Linked DNA regions of Pan troglodytes: all the other regions are linked to region 3. A link is a contact called in public Hi-C and HiChIP or PLAC-seq data. All regions are on one chromosome and are shown on one strand. Each heading gives the region's core, a stretch centred on a gene start, on an enhancer-like site or on the middle of the called end of the contact. The rest is flanking DNA. Distances are from core to core; before and after follow the strand shown.

The links. A called contact is a pair of places that touch in the nucleus more often than the background predicts. HiChIP or PLAC-seq counts read pairs in DNA pulled down with a chosen protein or histone mark.
Region 1: a Hi-C map of induced pluripotent stem cells shows a contact between it and region 3, with 1.8 times the contacts expected there. The contact joins two enhancer-like sites. A contact is called at or near these places in 2 of 7 Hi-C or Micro-C datasets (blood and induced pluripotent stem cells).
Region 2: a contact with region 3 is called in an H3K4me3 HiChIP or PLAC-seq map of stem cell-derived excitatory neurons, with 6 times the contacts expected there. The contact joins two enhancer-like sites. A contact is called at or near these places in 1 of 7 Hi-C or Micro-C datasets (stem cell-derived neural progenitor cells) and 1 of 1 datasets of contacts at active chromatin or transcription factors (stem cell-derived excitatory neurons).

The regions. Positions count from the first base shown.
Region 1 is chr4:24,722,404-24,725,256 of NHGRI_mPanTro3-v2.0_pri, reverse strand. No RefSeq gene overlaps it. Among named protein-coding and RNA genes, the nearest start is that of ARRDC3, 42 kb to the left of the region's middle. Within about 2 kb of position 1,431, at least 2 of the 24 cell types and tissues checked have an H3K27ac peak or open chromatin away from gene starts, as enhancers often do. A contact at or near this core is called in induced pluripotent stem cells, where this site is marked.
Region 2 is chr4:24,867,506-24,870,205 of NHGRI_mPanTro3-v2.0_pri, reverse strand. No RefSeq gene overlaps it. Among named protein-coding and RNA genes, the nearest start is that of ARRDC3, 100 kb to the right of the region's middle. Within about 2 kb of position 1,250, at least 22 of the 24 cell types and tissues checked have an H3K27ac peak or open chromatin away from gene starts, as enhancers often do. A contact at or near this core is called in stem cell-derived excitatory neurons and stem cell-derived neural progenitor cells, where this site is marked.
Region 3 is chr4:25,205,447-25,208,387 of NHGRI_mPanTro3-v2.0_pri, reverse strand. The region is part of intron 84 of ADGRV1 (adhesion G protein-coupled receptor V1); the gene reads left to right. Among named protein-coding and RNA genes, the nearest start is that of ADGRV1, 380 kb to the left of the region's middle. Within about 2 kb of position 1,362, at least 7 of the 24 cell types and tissues checked have an H3K27ac peak or open chromatin away from gene starts, as enhancers often do. A contact at or near this core is called in induced pluripotent stem cells, stem cell-derived excitatory neurons and stem cell-derived neural progenitor cells, where this site is marked.

The DNA.
Region 1 (2,853 bases), core at 182-2,681, 480 kb after region 3:
GGCTCCCAGTAGTCTAGGAGGCTGAGACAGGAGGATTGCTTGAAGCCAGGAGTTAGGGACCAGCCTGGGCAACATAGCAAGACCCCCATTTCAAAAATAAATAAATCAATAGAATAAGGAAAAAAGTGTGTTTGTTATGCAAACAGCCCAAGACAAAGAAGCCCCAGCTTCCAGCCAGTTCACTGATATCCCTTTATACAATGACATTCTATAGTTGCCTTTTTTTTTCACTGCTCCTTGCAGAGCAGGGCTACCCTATGGGCAGTGTGCCCAGTGTAGTCTGCAGTTGCTTTTTAAGATTGCATTACTTAAACTTCACAGTTAATTTAAGTATGCAAATTAACCCAGTGCACTTGAAAAACTTTGTGATATAGTCATTCTTTTTTTTTTTTTTTGAGACTGAGTCTCGCTCTATTGCCCACGCTGGAGTGCAATAACGTGATCTTGGCTCACTGCAACCTCCACCTTGCGGGTTCAAGTGATTCTTATGCCTCAGCCTCCTGAGTAGCTGGGATTACAGGCACATACCACCATGCCCAGCTAACTTTTTGTATTTTTAGTAGAGATGGGGTTTCACCATGTTGGCCAGGCTTGTCTTGAACTCCTGATCTCAAGTGATCCACCCGCCTCCCAAAGTGTTGGGATTACAGGCGTGAGCCACCATGCCCGGCCTCATTTTTGTTTTAGTAGTCATCAGATATAAGATTACTCTACCTTAAAAGAACAAGTTAATGAGATGAACTCTATCAGCTTTTAAATAAGTCTGAGATAATTTGTACCACTTGGATTTTTGTATACATGTTCATTGCATTTAATAATTCGTCAGTAACTCCAGCATATAGCAGTGAACCAACATGAAAATAAATTATTTTTTGAAACACTAGGGCTATTTTGTGTTCAATTGGTTATTAAATGTTCTCATGTGATATTCTTGCAAATTGAATGTCATCTCCCTTGAGATTTTATAAGTGCTTGGTAAATATCTTCATAGTCTAAAACAGGGATTGGCAAACTGTGGCCTGAAGGCTAAATACAGTCTGTTTTTTGCATGGCTGCAAACTAAGAATAGTGTTTGCATTTTTAAATGGTTGAAAAAAAGTCAAAAGAAGAATAACATCTCATAACACATGAAAATTCTATGAAATTCAAATTTGTGTCTGTAAATACAGTGTTGTTGAGACACAGCCGTGCTCATTTATGTATCGTCTGTGGCTGCTTTTGTGCTGTAACTCCACAGTTGCATAGCTGTGACAGAGACTGTAATGGCCTGCAAAGCCTAACGTATTTACTCTCTTGTCCTTTATAGAAAATGTTTGCTGACCTGTGCTCTGAAATATCTCATATCAGCGACTGTCTGTATGTCCTCAGGTCCTACCCCTGTAGTGCAGTGGTTTTGCTACTGCCTTAGGGCTTTCTTCTGGGCTGAGCACCCTGCCTGTGTTCCCAGCAGGTGGGAAGGGTCCACGAATCAACACTTGTAGGGAGCAGCCCTCAAACCATGAGAGCCAATGGATAAATACGCCAGCTCTCTTGCCCCTAGGTTGGGCATGTTCTACACCAACTTCAAGTCTCCCACAGTGGTAACTGCTTTGATAAAACACACTTCACTGACTTCTCACTCTGCCAGTGTCTCCTTAGATCTCCCAAATCAACAACTTGCAGGGGAATCTTGGTTGCAGAATATGCTGCTAGGGGAAATCCAAACTAAGACAAATGTGGATTATTCTCATATATATTATTTATGGTGTCACTTTGATGTATAAGTTACTCAGGTGTGATGAAAAATTTATAATACCAAACATTTGGGCCATTTTTTTATTACTACTAATGGAAAGACAGATTTTATTAATTGATAGTTTTATTTTGTATGACATTTATTGGCCAAATTTATCCTGAAAAGTGCAGTTTGATAATTTTCTGATATTTTGAACATAAATGCCTATTTCAGGAGAGTGATTCTTGAAGTATTGAATTGATCTTTCATATTGCAAAGTCTTTCTTTCATCTTTTGTAAAATTTATATTTTCTTGTTTTATACTAATAAAGTTTTCTGCTACCTCCTCAGAAAACTTCTGTTCAAATTTTATTTTGCATCAATAATAGATGGAAGCAAACCTATCTAAGAGACAGCCAAGGTAATTTTTTTCATATGATGATTAGCAATAGGTTCAGGATGTTTAAAAATAAGTATTTCAGAATCTGTGGAAATGTTCATATTTTTTCTTTTTATATCCCTCATTTCCCCTGCCTAGTGGTTAAAATCAGTTAAATAGTGTTAGACTACACCTCTGCCATTTATCCTTTGTTCAAGACCTTTGTTTAAGGTATAGGTGTCTATACCTTGAATATAACTTTAATATTACTACTTAAGTTACATCACATATTTTATCCATTTGCTCAGTGAACCTAATACTTGATGTCCCTTGACCATTACAAGGAGTAGAACAGATAATTTCAGAGATTTCATTAAAAAAAAACCCTGAGTAATAAAATATTTGATTTATTTTGGCCACATTAATGTTTTATTGTTTAAACAAATAAATAGACTGCCTCAAATTACTATCAGATTTCTAAGTTTTTACCTTTTCTTTTGGTGTATGGGGATGTAGCATATTGTTTAAAAACTTTGGAGGACAGGTTCAGTGCCTCACACTTGTAATCCCAACACTTTGGGAGGCCAAGGGAGGCAAGGTAGGAGGATCACTTGAACCCAGGAGTTCGAGACCAGCCTGAGAAACATAGTGAGACTCCTATCTCTACAAATAATAATAATAATAATGAAAAAAACCTTAGCCAGGTGTAGTGGTGCATGCCTGTAGTCCCAGCTATTCAGGAGGTTGGGGTGAGAGGATC
Region 2 (2,700 bases), core at 1-2,500, 340 kb after region 3:
AATCACTGATAGGTAGTTGGTTAATACGATGGATTATTTCTAGGCCCCGACCTCAGACAGGTGCCTCCATGCCCCCACCCAGCCAGGACATTCCGAGTCTGTAATTTGAAGTGAGCTTCAAGAATCTGCATTTTTACCGCGGCGCTTTTGATGCAGGCGGTCCACGGTAAAGTTAGAGAAATGCTGCCCTGCTGCCGCGCTGCAGATTGAACTCTGGGGAAGAAGAAATGAGCACGACCGCTCCTGAGGTCCATCTAAACCGGTCCATTTAGATGGACAGGTTTTAGCAGTCCATCTAAATCTGTCTCAGGAGCTTTCTTTCTTTTCTTTTCTTTTCTTTTCTTTTTTTTTTTTTTTTTTTGAGACGGAGTCTCGCTCTGTCGCCCAGGCTGGAGTGCAGTGGCGCGATCTCGGCTCACTGCAAGCTCCGCCTCCCAGGTTCACGCCATTCTCCTGCCTCAGCCTCCCGAGTAGCTGGGACTACAAGCGCCCACAACTACGCCCGGCTAATTTTTTGTATTTTTTAGTAGAGACGGTGTTTCACCGTGTTAGCCAGGATGGTCTCGATCTCCTGACCTCGTGATCCGCCCGCCTCGGCCTCCCAGAGTGATGGGATTACAGGCGTGAGCCACCGCGCCCGGCCTGTCTCAGGAACTTTCAAAGGGGAGTGGCAGACAGAAAATGAGCACGGTATCTAATCAGCAAGTAGGATGGCAAATAAGAACGCCTTTATGAAGGCCCCAGTTTTTACAGTAAGTCCCTCACTGCCCGCACACAACGATGCCAAGTTCCAACCTGATTTGCGTCACCACAATTGTGGGTTTGCGCCAAGGTTAGTTATCAAGCGTAGTGAGAGGATAAATTCACAAAATGAGGGACAAAAATAAGACGAGAGCTGGGTACAACGGAAGTGAAACCTGGGTGGAGGTCACCTCCAAATCACAGTGGAAGGACGATGTCAGGAATTGTCCCAACACGCTTTTGATGAAAGAATTTGATTAGTGGACTATTGCACTCTTAAAGGCAAAGAAAACAAAGCACGGCAGTGCCCCGCTCGGTCGGGATTCAAAAGCAGTGAAAGCTGGCTTGCTCTGTTTAAAGCGACAGGACTGCTCTGCTGTGCAGGAAAGACTAAGGAGGCAGCGGTATCTGCGAAGTCCTGCGAGCTCCCGGCGACAGGAGTAGCGCGAGCAGCTGACGGGGGAAATCCACTGGCAGCGAGTCCGATGAGTCAGCGCTGAGTCACGCTCGGCGCTACGTGCCGGCCTGGGCGGCCGCAGCCCGGGGCCCGCAGCCGCGGAGTCAGCAGAGATCCGCCGCTTCCTGGAAGACCCTCCCTGCGCCTGAGGGAGGGGGCGGCGTCGCCTCCTCGCGCCGCCAAGGCCCCCTGCAGTCACACACTCGCCCGCACGCACGACCTCCTCGCTCCATCCTGGGGACATCCAGGATTCACCCCCGAGGGGAAGAGTCCCATGTGACAAATGGTTAGAGCTTGGGCGGATGCTTTCATCCCATGTGTTTCCTCAAAGCTGAGATTCCAGCGCTCTTGCTTTTTTTCGTGTTGTTGTTAGGTTTTTAACTTTTTTTCCCCTGTTTCCTGGCAGAGGATTAACACGCTGATCTTTTTATAGTTTCCAATATTTTAAATGAAGCACCAGAAGAATGGATTAATAAAACGTGTTGAAACTTAAGCATCAAATCGTCACACTGCTCTGGGTTCTAAAATGACTAGAAAGTGACTGCGCTAGAAGCTTTGAATGTTGGGTAACTGGGAAGGATTAACTCGGTTCTGATGTGCCCTTTGTTAATGAAAAGCAAATCTTTGCTATTTGTCCAACCACCCTTATAATAACTAAATTTGTCTAAAGACTGGAGACATGTTTGGTAATAATTAGATATGGAGTCACCAAAGAACAGGGTAGCCATGCCTTTGTGTTTTCTGTGCCTTAACTAACATTCTGTTGTCCTAATGTGCACATGATACATTGTTGGTTTTAAAAAATATTATGGCAATGTTTATATCCATGCTGAGAGTTAATAGCAGGTATTGTGTCATGAAGTGCAGCTAGTCAGTGAGATAGTCCTGATACAGGTGGGGTAATTATTATTTAGGGACAATTTGCGGCTGTTTTTCAAGGCAGACTGGGTCTTTAGAAGTTGTGCCAGCTGTTACCGGTGGTTCTGCTTCATTGGGAGAATTATTTCCCTCCTTATCCCTGTGTACGTGTGAAATGATGCAAAACAATAGAGTGTTCGTGTAGTTTGACTGCTTTTCTTGCAGGCAAGGAGACTGAAGTAATTAGAGGTTGAACTGACTCACCAAGGTTACTGGAGAAGCATGACTACCCAATTTTGTAAAGGAGAGAAAAGCCCCAAACAAATACAAATAGGAAACATGAAAATACGAGAGAGGATCAGAGCCCAAGAAAGCAAAATGAGTAATATGGACCAGAAATGGAATCTCATATACTTGAACTAGTTGTAATGGGAGGTATACTTAATGCACTAGCCTTAAAAAAAAAAAGTCAAATTATTGCATAAAAATTTAAGATTTTAAGTAATTACATACATCATTTGATGTTTTAAAAACTGTGCCTGATCCTGATTCATTATTCTTAGCATATCCATATGGATATTGCCTTGGCATTTACTAAGTCAGACTTCAGTTCAAAACCCAAGTTCATCTTATGACGGTGTGAA
Region 3 (2,941 bases), core at 113-2,612:
GATGGAACACTAAACTGAAGGTCAGGAAATGTGAATTCCACTCTAGGCTCACAGCTGACTTTCCATGCAATTTGAATTTCTTCTGCTTTGTGAAGATATTTGTGGATTAATGTTACTGTGAATAAAATGCTCTAAATGACAAGGATATAAAGTACTATGAAAGCAAATGTGGAAAAAATGATAACTTAGGATAAAGAGTCTCTCTTGTTCATCTGGGAATAATATTTAGAATTCATAAACAACCTTTTAGGGGAAAATTTAGATGCTGTACAGGTGGCAGAATTGCTTTTTTTACTTGACTTTAAAATAATAATACGTGATACTTGAATAGTGATTTCCAGGTTTTTAAACACTTTCTTGTCCTACTGTTATGTGAACCTTAGAAAAGCCCTATAAGTTAGACCATTATTCTCTGTGGCCTCATGTGGAAAATAGACAATAATCTGATTTCCTGGAGAGATTAAGAGAGATTAGACATATATATGTTGTCCTTCAAACCTGATGCCATTTTAGAGCTCTCCCTGTAAGAAGATCCTGTCATTCTTACCTAGCCTCATATCTTCACATAGTTCAGAAATAACGTGTTTTCTCAAGCATATAACTTGGTCTTCTTATTTTCCTTAGGCCTTCAAAATGCATTGTCGACTTGTTTTCTTCTGAAGAACTGTTCCTGTAAACAGCTCCTAGCATTTATTGCAGACTAGCAGAGCAGTAAAAGAACTGCAGTTATTTCAGGCTAAGAATCTACCTCCCCTCACTGACTGTCTTTTGAGGACTTGGATATAAATCTGATTCTGTCTTGTAACCAAAATATGAGTTGCTTTGATTTTGTGAAATACAAGAGCACACTCAGTGTTCAAACTATTCCACAAAGAGAAAATATATTATCTGTGTTACTGTCTAGTGTTCACTAAGAATCCAAGCTAAGTCAAAAGGCCAGGTATGGTTGGCATTTACTGTGAATTTATGAATCATCCATGATTTTGTTGCTGCTGCTTCTTATTCCAAACTTGGCCATTGCCAGCAATGGGACTTTATACAGGTGAGTTGGCTGAGTTTCAGTACAATGCTCTGTTTAATTGTAAATATATGTGCACTGGGTATAAATAGGGTGGTATTTTGTACCAGGTATTTTTTTCAGGTAACCAGGTCAATAATAAATTATTGAGTGATATACTGTGATGTTTTTCAGTTTGTGGATTAATTTCACAAACTGCATGGAAGCAAAAAGCCTTGCTCTGTTATAACTCAAACAAAAGCCCACAGAAGGAGAGAAAGGATGCTGCAAAGGCTGGAGCCAGCCAGTTTGAACCGGCACTAGTTAGTAATGACACAGAGAAAAGAGGTGGGACCAGCACAGGAAGGAGGAGCATTCACACTCAGAGGGGAATTACATTCAGCCACTGCCTCATTTCTCAGGTTCACTGTAAAGGCCATTTAGAGGATGTAATTTAACTGTGTGGTTATAGGCCTAATGTTTTCACAAACTTCTTACTCTTCTATGAAGGAGACACAGAAGTAGCTGTTTGTGCTACAGCAGTGCTTTTTGCATTTCCCCTCCTGAGATTTGCTTTTTTCCCCCCTCCCATTTAGAATTGAATGTGGATACTGGTAAAATAGCATCCTTACTTTTGGACATTTCCTGAGAAAAAAATGAAAACAAAACCAGCTTCTAGAGAATTTCTAAGATCATGGCAAGGAAAAGTACTTAAAAAAAAAAGTCTAAGCAGATAACACCATCCAAAGCAAATAAAACTCCTTCAAAACGATATCTAGTTACAATATTGTAGAATGTGCATAAAGAAACTCCATTTGCTCTAAATAAATAGAGACAGGATATCTTTTATAACACCTGGTGAAAATTAAAGTTACAAAAGACTTTCTTAAGTAAAGGCAGTCAAATTGATTAACATTATATGATCAGTCATGTGAATATTTAAAATACAAATAGCCATTTTTTAAAATGAGAATGACTTTTAAGAATGAGTTAAATTGAGTGGGCAAGAAGGTGATTATAGGTCTTCTGGTATCTTTCAAGCTCATCATTCTCAAATCAGTTCTGTCTCATTAATTTCAGGGTTTACTACTACTAGGCAGCAATCCAAAACTATTTAAAACCTGCTGGATGGTTTTCACTCTAGGAGTCACTGCCAACCCCATCCCCCAACCAAAAATACAGGGACTGGAGACAAAACTGGGAGAAATGTTTAACACAAACACTCTGCCATGCAGACATCCTTAGGAATTTGAAGATTCAGCAACTTTAGGGTAGATTCTCACCAGTTGAGTTCAGGTGCATATGAAATGAAACCCACAGCTAAGTTAGGAGTGTATGTTGATGTTTCATTTAGTAGATGCTATCCAGAGTTAACTCATAATATTGTAATGACTTTGGAAGTCAATATGTGATGATACAATTGATTTTAAATTTTCCGTGGTAATTGTAGTCATGAAAAACCTGAATAATCTAATAATCTTATTTTAGACATTGGTTTCAATTTTTCTTCTCACAAAGCCTTATATTGGAGCAATTTGCAAGAAAACCATGTTCTTTATTCCTCCTCACTCTTTGGTAGATACCCATGGGGTAAGGAATTGTCCAGAAATAAGAGGTTGTACAAGAAGCCTATCTTATCTAAACCAAAAGTGAATAATTTGCATTGTTAACTAGCCACTTTTTCTTAGTTGTCGACTCATTGATACCGTACATTGGCCAAATATTTTATGAAAGCTAATCTGTACTGTAGCTTCAGAGTGCTAAGATGATAGCAAGTGAGTTTATGATGATCCCATAATCTTTGAAGAAACTTATGTACTGGACAATAAACTAACAATGCCAGGTAGTAATCAATTAAGAAAACTCTTAAGAGGCAGACACAATAAGGAGTTAATTCTGGAAAAACAGTGGACTAGGTGTATTTGGAAAAGGCTATAACTTGAG